Regions from separate parts of the Pan troglodytes genome. Here region 2 is linked to region 1. A link is a contact called in public capture Hi-C data. All regions are on one chromosome and are shown on one strand. The core of a region is the stretch at or near the end of the contact, and the rest is flanking DNA. Distances in the headings are between cores, read along the strand shown.

Region 1 (6,356 bases), core at 1,778-4,277:
CTGACTCTTCCTGGGAATCAATTTTTGATTTCCCTGTTATTGATCTGATAACACTCTCCCCAAAATATAAAGTAAAACAAAATGTATTCTGAAGCATAATATGTGTTTAGTTTAGTATTGTTTTAATTTTAGATGCTATTTACTTTGTTGTTATTTGAAGATATGCAAGCCTTCTAATTGAAATCAGCAATTGATATAATTGAATAAAAATGTTACCAAATAGTTTGAGTCTTTCCACATAATCAGTGCTATACCTGTGTTACCTCATTCAGTCTTTGTATCAGCTTTATGGGATTGGTTGTGTAATTACTCCCATTCTACAGATGAGGCAGCTGAGGCCTAGTGAATTTAGATAACTTAGCCAAGTCATACAGCTATGGTTGGATAGGAGTAGGACTCAAACCATGTCTGTAGGACCTCAACTTGTGCTTTTTACCAGTAAGCTACAAAGCTTCCCCCATTTTAAGGGATGTAGAAATTTTCGAATGGTAAGCCTCCCAGAAATCTATGAAAAATACTTTATTTTGAAATATAAAAAATTGAATGAGCTGGGCACTGTGGCTTATGCCTTTGATTCTAGCACTTTGGGAGGCCGAGGCAGGAAGATCACTTGAGTTCAGGAGTTCAAAACCAGTCTGTGCAACATAGTGAGACCTAGTCTCTACAAAAAAAAAAAAAAAAAAAAAAAAAAAAAAATAGCTGAGTGTGCTGGTACATGCCTGTGGTCCCAGCCATCCGGGAAGCTGAGGTGGGAGGATCACTTAGCCTGGGAGGTGAAGGCTGCAGTGCGCCATGATTGCACCACTGCACTCCAGCCTGGGTAACAGAGCAAGACCCTGTCACAAAAAGAAAAAAAAAATCAGATGAATGTTTTATTTTTTAAAAGCGATGTTTGATAGATTAAAAGTTCTTGGGTTTAAAGAAAAATCTATGTCCATAATTACCATATCCTATAATTTTGTACCAAACTGAAAAGACATGTTGGGCTTGTTTCAGAAGCCTTGTCTTAAAGAAAATTCAACTGCAGTACCTTTTTTTTTTTTTTTTTGAGGAGTCTCACTCTGTTGCCGAGGCTGGAGTGCAGTGGCGCGATCTTGGCTCACTGCAAACTCCACCTCCTGGGTTCACGCCATTCTCCTGCCTCAGCCTCCCGAGTAGCTGGGACTACAGGTGCCTGCCACCACGCCTGGCTATTTTTTTGTATTTTTAGTAGAGACGGGGTTTCACTGTGTTATCCAGGATGGTCTCGATCTGCTGACCTCGTGGTCCGCCAGCCTTGGCCTGCCAAAGTGCTGGGATTACATGCATGAGCCACCGCGCCTGGCCAAAACACATTTTATTTAAGTATGCCAATCATTGGTTTCACATTTTTTCTTGTGGGATAACTCCCAAGCTCTGTACGATTTCTGGAGAAGAGGTTACCTTGGGACACAGATGACAACAGATTGTGGCAGGAGACCTTTTGATTTAGATCATGTAAATGCTTTTATTCTATTCTAAAAATTGTATAAAATGGTAACCTCAGCAGATAGAGAAATGTAAAGATTAGCACAGGGCAGGGGCCAGCAATCATTTTGAGCCTGAGCATGTGCCCTGGAAAAGAGAGGAAGGAAGAAGGAGACTTAAAAATGACAATGAAAACGGTCTGGGCCATAGTGGGAACAGTTTAGTATAAGGTTCTATATAACCTCATTTGGGGGCCACTCAGGGCTAGGCTTGCCAAAGACTATCAAGCCCAGGGTGAAGTCTAAGTCAAACATGCTGGGGAATCCCTCAGCATTCTTATGTTTGAAAGCTTGCCGTTTTCAAAAGATAACCAATGAGAAAAATGATGTGTGTTTGTGCACAATATATAATAGTTCATAATCTATGAAGTCACATAGAGGATAGGTAAAGTCAGTGCTAAATAGGGCCAGCATTTCTAGTGGACTAGTCATGATTTTAGCCAGTTCTTTCATGTGCAGATGAGGAAACTGAAGCCCAGAAGGATCTTCTCCTTTTAAAGGATTTGCCAAGCACAAAATAAAAGGGGTTATGTCCCAAACGACCAAGAAGCTACAGATCCAATTCCAACATAATTGATACCACCATAGTATAAAATTCTCTTTACACACACACACACACACACACACCCTAAGCCCTAACCACAATTCTTCTTATTTCTGACAGTATTCACTGCTGCAAAATCTACAACAATGAGACGATTTATAGCAGCTCTTGAAGTTTACAGTAATGAAATACAAACTATAAATCTCAAATTCTCAAAAAAATAAAGTGTCTTGTCACTAGCGAAGCATATCAAGCTTCCTCGGGGCCTTCTTGCCAGACCCTGAGACCCAGTTGTGAGCAGATCAAGCTTCTCCTAACTGTCCTTCATGCTGAGGAGGGACTGTGGGTGAAGGAGGAGGGGCTTATGCAGCAGAGAAAAACAAGAAATGGAAAGTAGAGGTACATCACTGCTGTGACCCATCTACATGGTACATTCGTACTCTGCTTTTAAAGGTACAAACAGCTTTATAGCAATCACAAAAATTTTAAAATTAATTTTTTTTTTTTTTTTTTTTTTTTTTGAGACGGATTCTCGCTCTGTCGCCCGGGCTGCTGGAGTGCAGTGCCGCGATTTTGGCTCACTGCCAAGCTCCGCCTCCCAGGTTCACGCCATTCTCCTGCCTCAGCCTCCCGAGTAGCTGGGACTACAGGCGCCCGCCACCACGCCTGGCTAATACACACACACTACTATTTTCTGTTGAATTGTAATTTATTTTCTTTTCCTAGAGTTCATCTGAATTTCTAGCTCAAGCGCATTTCCACACAATAGGAGGGGTTTTAGTTTTAGTTTTGGCACTTCCTGATAAATGTGGCCAAATTCAGTGATTTCTCATTATTTCCCTTCTATATTCAGCATCAGGGTTCTACTCCTGCCTCCTCTCCCTCCACATCCCGTCCTTGATCTTAATGCTATGGGGCCCTGGATCTTTGGAAAGGGGCTTCCAGACACTGGTGTTGATCTCCCTCCGGCCTGTTCTGGCATCTGCTTAACGTAGCTTGGGGACGTCAGCCTTCACCTTTCAGGCCTGCCTCTCTACCACTTCTCCTCTGCTCCTGCCACATCGCATAGCTGCTGAACGACACGCTCCACATTTCTCTGGAGTTCACCTGAAAGCAAGGCACAGATCCTCCTGGCTCTCATATCCTCACATTGAAAAGAGAGTGGGGTCTATCCTGTTTTCCCCCGAACTCAGCTTGAGGCCAAAGGACTGATTCCTTGCCCTGAGTCTTGCTCTTATTTCTCTACACTCCTGCCTCAGCTTAGAGAATCTCTCTCCAGTTCCCCAAATCTAAAAGAAGTTGATGTTTTTGTGTCCTGCTTCCCTTGTGAGAGTGCCACCCCAGGAGCAATGCCTGCTTCGTTTCTCCGGTCACAGAGTGGGGGAAGTTAACACATTTAAAGGGAAAACTGATTTAATGTTTTATAGCATTGGCCTGCCACATTTTTATTCTCTTATAACATTGCATTGGGGCCATTTTAACACAGTACCAGAAGTATTGTGCTACTGAGCCTTCATAGCGGTCATTTTTAGTGGCTACAAGGTGATCATTCCATTGACTGGCTCAACATAATTTAGTTAACCATTCCTTTATTATTGGACATTTATTTCCAATTTTTAGCTATTATACGTAGCACTGCCATAAGAGTTAGTGAATTTTGAAGAAAAACTTTTAACAAGAAGCCTGAGAATGCTGTTTGGTAGAAATTGCTTTGAACTAATGTGGATGAAGTGATTGCTGGCATGATGGGTAGTTATCCGGGGCTTAGTGCCCACTAGCCCCAAAAGCAAGATTGCTTTTAAGATCATAAATATTTTATACACTAGGGGCTCAGATTCTTACCCTAAGCTGATTGCTATCATTTCCACAACCCCCATGTTGTGAGGATTCAGTATTTCCGAAGGACGTTGGATTCCTCAGCAGCTGGAACTCTTGTCCTCTGTGGACTGGATCAAGGAGGCAGATTGGACACAGTGTCCCATGGAATCTTCTGTGCTTTGGCTTACATTCAACCACAATTTTGCGTTTGAAATTCCAGAGCCCTTTTTTCTACAGCAGTGAAAATCTAAATAGTTTCCACTAGTTTGCTGAACGCAGTTTAAAATTTTCATCATTCAGGAAATTTATGAGCTACCATATTGTAAAATAGCAAAGGGCTTGTTATGGAGCTAAGAGAGTCCTAAAAACAAGAAAATGTGAATATTCTGATTCCTACAAACTAAAATTTGCAAGAATGTTTTATAATATTTTTATAGGACATTTCTCAATATCGTACATATGAGATCTCCCTTATAAAATCATTTTTGCTTAAAAAAAAGATAAAATAGAACTGTCTCTTACAAACATCATCACAAACATTTGTGTCAAAGACCAGCAATACCACTTGTAAGATTTTTCCAACAAATGTGAAAAATTACTTTTGTTAGTCAGCGTAAATATCAAAATAGTTACTTCGAAATAGAAAAAAAATTAGAAGCAATTTAAATGCCTATCAGTAAAGAACTGGTTTAAATATTAAAGTACAGATGCATGGTAGAATATTACCTCCCTGTTCTTAAAAAGTAACTATGTTCTGGCCAGGTGCGGTGGCTCACGCCTGTAATACCAGCACTTTGGGAGGCCGAGGCGGGTGGATCACGAGGTCAGGAGATCGAGACCATCCTGGCTAACACGGTGAAACCCCGTCTCTGCTAAAAATACAAAAAATTAGCCGGGCGTGGTGGCAGACGATTGTAGCGCCAGCTACTCGGGAAGCTGAGGCAGGAGAATGGCATGAATCTGGGAGGTGGAGCTTGCAGTGAGCCGAGATCGCACCACGGCACTCCAGCCTAGGCGACAGAGCGAGACTGGGTCTCAAAAAAAAAAAAAAGTAACTATGTTCTTATGTGGAAGGATTTCCAAGATACCCTGTTAAATGATAAAAATCATGTTCAGAAAAGTGTTTAAAGTGTTTATAGTATTCTAATATTTGTGTAGAAGGAAAAAATACGTATATTCTTATAAATTCTTACACTATTTCTAAAAGAACACGGAGGAAACTGTTAACAGGAGTTGCCCTCAGGATGAAGGAGTGAGAGAGAATTTTTTTCACTGTATAATCATCTACCTCTTACATTTTGTACTATGAGCATATGTTACTCATTTGAAAGTAACCTGTTTGGTAGTTCCTCAAAATGCTAAACATAGAATGACCACATGACCCAGCAGTTCCATTCCTGAATATAAACCCCAAAGAACTGAAAACAGGGACTCACAGATACTGTATGCTAGTATTATAGCAGTATTATTCACAATAGCCAAAAGGTGGAAACAACATAAGTGTCCATTAACAGATGAATGTGATATGTACCTACCACGGAATATTATTCAGTCTTAAAAAGGAGGGAATTCTGACGCATGCTACAACATGGGTGAACCTTGAAGATGTTATGCTAAGCGAAACAAGTCAGACATAAAGGACAAGTATTGCATGATTCTAATTATATGCAAAATCCAGAACCAGCAGATTCATAGAGACAAAGCAGATTAGAGGTTTCCAGGGCGTGCAGGCAGGGAAAAACAGGGTAGTTATGACTGGATAGTCACCGAGTTTCTGTCTGGGATGTTGAAAAGGTTTGGGAATAGATCATTATGATAGTTGTACAACATTGTGTATGTAATTGATGCCACTGAACTGTACACTTAAAAATGGGGGCTGGGCGCGGTGGCTCACTCCTGTAAGCCCAGCACTTTGGGATGCCGAGGCGGATCACCTGAGATCAGGAGTTCGAGACCAGCCTGACCAACATGGAGAAACCCCGTCTCTACGAAAAGTACAAAATTACCTGGGCGTGGTGGTGCACACCTGTAATCCCAGCTACTCAAGAGGCTGAGGCAGGAGAATTGCTTGAACCTGGGAGGCGGAGGTTGCGGTGAGCCGAGATCGCACCATTGCACTCCAGCCCGGGCAACAAGAGCGAAACTCTGTCTCAAAAAAAAAAAAAAAGGGTAAAATGGCAAATTTTATATTACATGTATTTTACCACAATAAAATGTAATTTAATTTAAAGACATAAAATATAATTTTATTTAAAGAAAAAATGTATGTAATATATTATATACACTTTACAAACAAAATGTAATTTAATTTAAAGGAAAAAATTCCTGTTCAGCTTAACCTCTTCTCTACCAGAAACTTCCCCAGAAACATTTTTCCAACCTGATCCCATCCTCCTAAAGCAAATAATACCGAGTGCATAGCATGTGCAAGGGTCTTTGATTGGGTACTACCAAAACCAGAAAGATATGTGGGCAGGCATCCTGTGTTT
Region 2 (6,356 bases), core at 2,525-5,024, 120 kb before region 1:
ACACGCCAAGTTTGTATTGGCCTCTGGGCCTTTGCAGTTTCCGTTTCTTCTGCCTGGGCCCTTTTCCCAGATGATTACAGAGCCTGTCACCTCACTTCGTTCAGGTCTCTGCTCAAGTGTCATCTCCCCAGAGAGGCCTCTTCTGACCATCTTATCTAAGGAGTGTGCTACCTCGCCAGTTATGCCATCTCTCTCCAGATGCCATCTCTCTCCAGTCCCTTACTCTGCTTTAGTTTTCTTAACAACACTTAGTATTATCTGGCTTTATATATATTTGTTTTAATTTTTGATAGTCTGTCTTCCCTAATAGAATATAAACTCCCTGAAGATAGAAGTTTTCTGCTTTCATCACTAATGCTAAAAACAATGCCTGTCGCATAGTAGGTGCTCACTAAGTACATGTTGAATGCCTGACCTTGGGAAATTTAAGCTTTCTGGCCCCATTTTCGTCACCTGAAAAATGAGGAAAATAATTGTATCTAATTCATATGGCAGATGTGAATGTCAAATAAGATATTGAGTCTAGTAAGATATTATGGCAATAGTGTTGGCTATTATTTTGTAATTATCATTAAGTAACATAAATAATTTAAATATCTTGTAAGCAACAAATACATATATGAATGCAATGTAAGGTAGAATTTTTGCTATATGCTTTTTACAATGGTTGATTTCAGAGGTATAACTTGTAATATGTAGTTACTGATTACTAAGTTGGAGGAAGTAGTTATAAATGCATGAAAAGTTAAATGCCATCACTATTTAAATAACCCATCCAGATAAAATAGAAAGTCGCAAGGCATAATTTGTTGCCTAATGGATTTGCTGCTGCTGATGATGATTGCTGTAGTTGTTGAGCAATTTTGCTTTTTTTTTAAAGCAGGGTGACCTGAAAATGCTTTGTAGGGGACATGGGTTTGGGCTGCCCCTTGAAATGCTGGGGAAGATTTGACTCCTTTACTGTCGAGGAGGGGGAAGGGCATTGCCACAGTTGGGACAGTGGCACAAACTCAAAAGGAAGGAAGAACTAGGTAATTTGAAAAACAGAATAAACCAATTTGGCTGGAAAGTGAGGTCTTGTGAGAAAGCAGATTGAGAGCAACACAAAAAATAGGGTAGGAACTAGAGAAAATGGCTTCGGGTTAAAGGAACTGCTAGGGCAATAGGAAACCCTTCCTTAGATTGGGTAAGCAAGGAAGGAAATGCCTCTGGGCAATTAGGAAAGAAGGTAAATCATCAAGGGCTTGTTCCTGCCAGGTTGAGTTCCCTCTTTCCTTACACGGCAAGCAGCTCTAAGCGAAACCTCTGCCTTTCCTACAGCGGATGGGTGTGCTGTGTCCTGAGACAGAGAGCAGTAGGAAGACCAGCTCTCCGGTTCCTGGGACGTAGAAACCAATTTTGAACTCTTTTTACACACAAAAATTTTCACTCTAGTTTTTAGGTGACTGATTACAAGGCAAGTGACAATTTTCACTCTGGCTCCTTATTTAAAAAAGAAAGAAAATAATAGAGAAACTTGGAAATTAAAGATCCATCCATGAACATAGTAATTTACATTTTAACTGCATATTAAGAAATGTTCAGCTTTTTTTTTTTTAAGCAGAAGTTACTGTATTGTGTCAGATTAGTCATATAAACCCACATTCTCATTATTGTGTAAAAGGAAGTCATGTATTATATGAGAAGGGGCCAAAGTCGTCTGTGAACTGATCAGGTATTTAAAAAGAGAGGTTATCTAGTTCACCTTGAGATAAAATTTGTTTGAAATTATACAGTTTTATGTAAAATTACAGTAATTTAAAAGGGTGCTATCACACGCGCCTTCAGTTTTTTGTTATTGCCAAGTTACAAAATGATGCTACACTTTGCAGGGTTAGAATAGATTTCAGAGCAATTTGTAGTAATTAAGAATAACCTTGTAAAAGTAAAAGAAGCAAAATAAAACAAAATAAAATGAAATATAGACAGGAGCCATGACAGATGTTACAGAATAGGGAAGGGATGTGAAGACAATAGGCGCCGTTGTCATTACCGCAGCCCTGGCAACACACGTCACAGATTAAATAATGAATGCCAGTTGGTGGGCACAGAGAGGAAAGAACAGAGAGCTCATTGTTTCAGCTCGTCCATCTAATTTCAAACCAATTGCTTAAGTAAAGTCTTCTGTCTTGGTTAGAGCCAATGGCATATTAAAGAGCTGAAATATTGCAAATCTTGTAATTCACTCTGGATCACCAATCAGAACTAAATAAAAGAGCTTTGAGCAAGGAAACAAATTCTTAGCCTTACCTGTAAATAGAAGCCTGGAGAGAAGTGCAACTCATCATTTGGGTGGGCACCCACTGTGCCCACCTCTTGTGATCAGGTTCTAGCTAGTGTGGTATGAGGGAGGGGCTCTTCATCTTACTCTTCTGTGCCCATGACTACAGCTCCATAGAGTGGGGTGACAGGTACCACCGTCCGCTGCAGCACTGGCACAGTGCTGAGGCCCAGGAAGGAGTGTCTTCTTAGATGGCAGCTTCTGCTGAGGTTCAAGGCAGGTTTGGGTTCCTGCCTTTTCCTACTCTGAATCGATGTGATGAACTAACAAGCTAATACATGTGAAAGCACTTTGTTTACACAAATGAAGGGGTTACTGTTTTTATTATTTTAGGGTGTGGAGTCACGTGGTAGAAAGAACACAAAGTCGGAAGTCCTGAGTTTGCATCCTAGCTTTGAAAGCTGGCTCCATCTCATATTAGGGTCCCCCTTTTCGCAAAGCTATTTTTAAGTGTTTTCCTGTGGCTTTTTCTTTCCCCTTTTATTTTAATTAATTAATTAAATTTTTAAATTTACTTATTTTGAGACACAGTGTCTCTCTGTCATCCAGGCTGGAGTGCAGTGGCATAGTCTCTGCTCACTGCAACCTCTGCCTCCTGGGTTCAAGCAATTGTCCTGCCTCAGCCTCCTGAGTAGCTGGGATTACAGATGTGTGCCACCACGCCCGGCTAATTTTTGTATTTTTAGTAGAGACGGGGTTTCACCATGTCGGCCAGGCTGGTCTTGAACCCCTGACCTCAGGTGATCCGCCCCTCTCAGCCTCCCAAAGTGCTGGGATCACAGACGTGAGCCACTGTGCTGGGCTCTTTCCCCCTTTAAATCAGATGTTCTTTACTTTTACTTGTGCCATGGGGACCTCTTTGACATTCTAATTAAGCTAATGAACCACTCTACAGGATATTTATTCTGTAAAATTAAACACATAAAATTAAAATGCATAGGATTACAAAGGAAACCAATTATACTGACATAAAGTTATCAATATGCAAAGAAGTAAATATGTCATATTGTAATACATGTCCTTTATTAAAATGCATTACTTACCAGTATCTAGTGGCAGGTCTAATAACTACTGTAATTTTGAAATAGTGATGAGTGGAAATGATACTTTGAGATATTACAATAACTAATGTGATATGAAAAATCCTTGATGTCTAAGAAAATATCTTTGACGTCAAAGAAAATATCTTTGATGACAAGTTACAGAAGGAAATGATAATTTTAGTTAGAAGTTAGTAAAAATAAAAATTAAATTTTTTATCAACAGCCTGAATTCTGTCTGACACCCTTAGCCTTGCCTTAAATTTCACTCTTTCTTCTCATGCTGTACATTTTCCAGGGACAAACTCTGTGTCCCACTGTCCCCCAGCTGCAGCTGCTCCTTCAGTGTCAGTGACTCCTAAATGTGCACCTCTGCTGTCTAGGCAAAGGACTGGAGCACCTGGCCTGCATCTCCTGGGGCCTGCTGGATATCCTCCCTGAACGGCTCAGAGGACCTCAAACCCAGCCTCCCTCAGTGAACTCCTTGGCTTGAGCATCTCCCCACCCTCCTCCCACCACCCTGCCCTTCCTCCTTGTCCCTAACTCTGTGAATGGCATTAGTAACCACCACGTGGCTCCAGCCCCGAGCTGGCTTGACAAGGGAGCCAGTGCGCATGCTGCTGCGGGGGTTACGGCACAAGCCTCCTTGATACAGTTTATGAAAGTGTAAACTTGTATGTCTTACAGCACTGGCCTGTGCTTGCCTTTACCTGGAATGTCTAAATTCCTACTCACCCAAAAAGGCCTCATTCCTCCTACTTACCTTTTCAACATGCATATCTGGACACTTCCCGGTTTAGCATCAGTTGGTGATGCCTCTTTGCTCCATGATGTGACATAAGAGGACTCTGCCTTCCTCACAGCATTTTCTTCTGCTGGTCCCTCAGCCTTACTAAGGTCCCTGCAGGCAGTCCCTCCAATGTCCCCCACCCCATTTACCCTTTGCCTTGGCAGACTGAGTGAGTGCCCTCTCCCTGGGGACCCTTTCCCTTCCATGTCACCTCCAGGTCTCAGTTCTGTGGCCACTTCTCTGGAAAGCCTTTATGAGGACTGTTCACAGTGCAGGCCTTATCCACTGTCTCCCCCGCCCTTGCATTTGACCAGGGCCTGGCAGGGTTTAAGTGGTACGCACTCAGGAGGAAAGAGTTTTTAAAGTACATGGCTAGGAGCACCGACCTGGGTTCTAATCCCAGCTCTGTCTCTAACTGTGTGATCTTGGCAGTGTACTTACTAGCCTTTGGACGCCTCAGTTTTATCATCTGTAAAACTGGTATAATAGCCGGGCGCGGTGGCTCACGCCTGTAATCCCAGCACTTTGGGAGGCCGAGGCGGGCGGATCATGAGGTCAGGAGATCGAGACCATCCTGGCTAACACGGTGAAACCCCGTCTCTACTAAAAATACAAAAAATTAGCTGGGTGCGGTGGCGGGCGCCTGTAGTCCCAGCTATTCGGGAGTCTGAGGCAGAAGAATGGTGTGAACCCGGGAGGCGGAGGTTGCAGTGAGCCGAGACAGCGCCACTGCAGTCCGGCCTGGGTGAAAGAGCGAGACTCCATCTCAAAAAAAAAAAAAACAAAAAAACAAAAAAACTGGTATAATAATAGAGTGGTAATGTTTAAATGAGATGGTACTTATAAAGCACTTTAGAACCAAGCTTGGCTCATCGGAAGAGCTTATATAATAGCTATCCTTATTCATTTTAGTTAGTTAGTTTGTTTTGTTTTGTTTTTTGAGACGGAGTCTCGCTCTGTTGCTCAGGCTGGAGTGCAATGGCACGAAGTCGGCTCACTGCAACCTCCGCCTCCCGGGTTCAAGCGATTCTCCTGCCTCAGCCTCCTGAGTAGCTGGGATTATAGGTGCACTCCTCCACGCCCGGCTAATTTTTGTATTTTTAGTAGAGACGGGGTTTAGATGGGGTTTCACCATGTTGGTCAGGCTGATCTGGAGCTCCTGACTCGTGATCCACCCGCCTCGGCTTCCCAACGTGCTGGGCTTACAGACATGAGCCACTGCACCTGGCCTCATTTTAGTTTTAGTAGTACAGCTTGGGCTCATTTAAAAGTCATATCCTGCTATACTCTTATTACTGCGGGGTTTTATTAAAGAATGTAGTGTAATATGGTGCCCACCACTTAACTTTTCTTCATCTTCATTAAGGTTAATATCAGATATTCATTTTAGAAGAATTAATTTATATGTGGCAAAAGGAAATACATTTTTACTGAAAGATAAGAGAAATTCTGGGAATACAGACATACAGACTGATGGAGACACAGCCCCACCAGTAGTTTATCTAGCTGAGTTGGGGATTTATTCATATTTCTTCCATTTCAAAGATTGTGTTTGTTTCCCAGGAGTATTTTTTGAAGCTCTTTCTGCAGAGGAGAGATCAATATTATTTATCAGAGTATTTCCTTGGGCATGCAAATCATCATATATGTTTGCAAACCAGATCCATGTAAAATAGATGGTTTTGAATCTACTTTTTTTGCATGAGCATTTTTATATCCTCTAGAAATATATCACTATTGTGGGGAAAAATTTAACAATATTTAACGACATACTGAATGTGACATTAATGTGCTCGCATAGCTGATCCTTCCCTGTTTTTCTTCCAGCATCAAAGTAATAACATTTCCCCTGAGGTTTGTTCAGCTCATCCAGCCTTCGCTTGGTTTTGCCAGCAGGTGGGGTACTAGCTCCTTTTAAAGTCATCAGCCACAGGTCTTGAGGCTCGTTTTCTTTTCTCCCTGAGAAAAGAAATTGTCTTGCCCCCTCATTCTAAAGTGACCCCATGAGATCCTCTTGAGCCCTGACCTGGGAGTGGGTAGAGGGGTGGGCAAGGTGTGCATTAGATCTAAAATAGTCTCCAGGATTTTCATGGGTGAATTTGTTGAGCTAATGGCTTATATTTCACAGGTTTTGAGTAACTTGAATTTTACCAGTAATTCATGTAAATCAGTTTGGCAACAGGTGAATCAAGCTTTGCCTGGCATA

Evidence for each region. Capture Hi-C pulls out chosen DNA fragments and counts their contacts.
Region 2: a contact with region 1 is called in a capture Hi-C map of stem cell-derived neural stem cells, with 4 times the contacts expected there. The contact joins two enhancer-like sites. A contact is called at or near these places in 4 of 7 Hi-C or Micro-C datasets (blood, induced pluripotent stem cells and stem cell-derived neural progenitor cells) and 1 of 1 other capture datasets (stem cell-derived neural stem cells).

What each region holds. Positions count from the first base shown.
Region 1 is chr2:174,792,557-174,798,912 of NHGRI_mPanTro3-v2.0_pri, reverse strand. The region is part of intron 20 of PLD1 (phospholipase D1); the gene reads left to right. Among named protein-coding and RNA genes, the nearest start is that of PLD1, 160 kb to the left of the region's middle. Within about 2 kb of position 3,027, at least 1 of the 24 cell types and tissues checked has an H3K27ac peak or open chromatin away from gene starts, as enhancers often do. A contact at or near this core is called in stem cell-derived neural stem cells, where this site is marked.
Region 2 is chr2:174,918,144-174,924,499 of NHGRI_mPanTro3-v2.0_pri, reverse strand. The region is part of intron 1 of PLD1 (phospholipase D1); the gene reads left to right. Among named protein-coding and RNA genes, the nearest start is that of PLD1, 35 kb to the left of the region's middle. Within about 2 kb of position 3,774, at least 6 of the 24 cell types and tissues checked have an H3K27ac peak or open chromatin away from gene starts, as enhancers often do. A contact at or near this core is called in stem cell-derived neural stem cells, where this site is marked.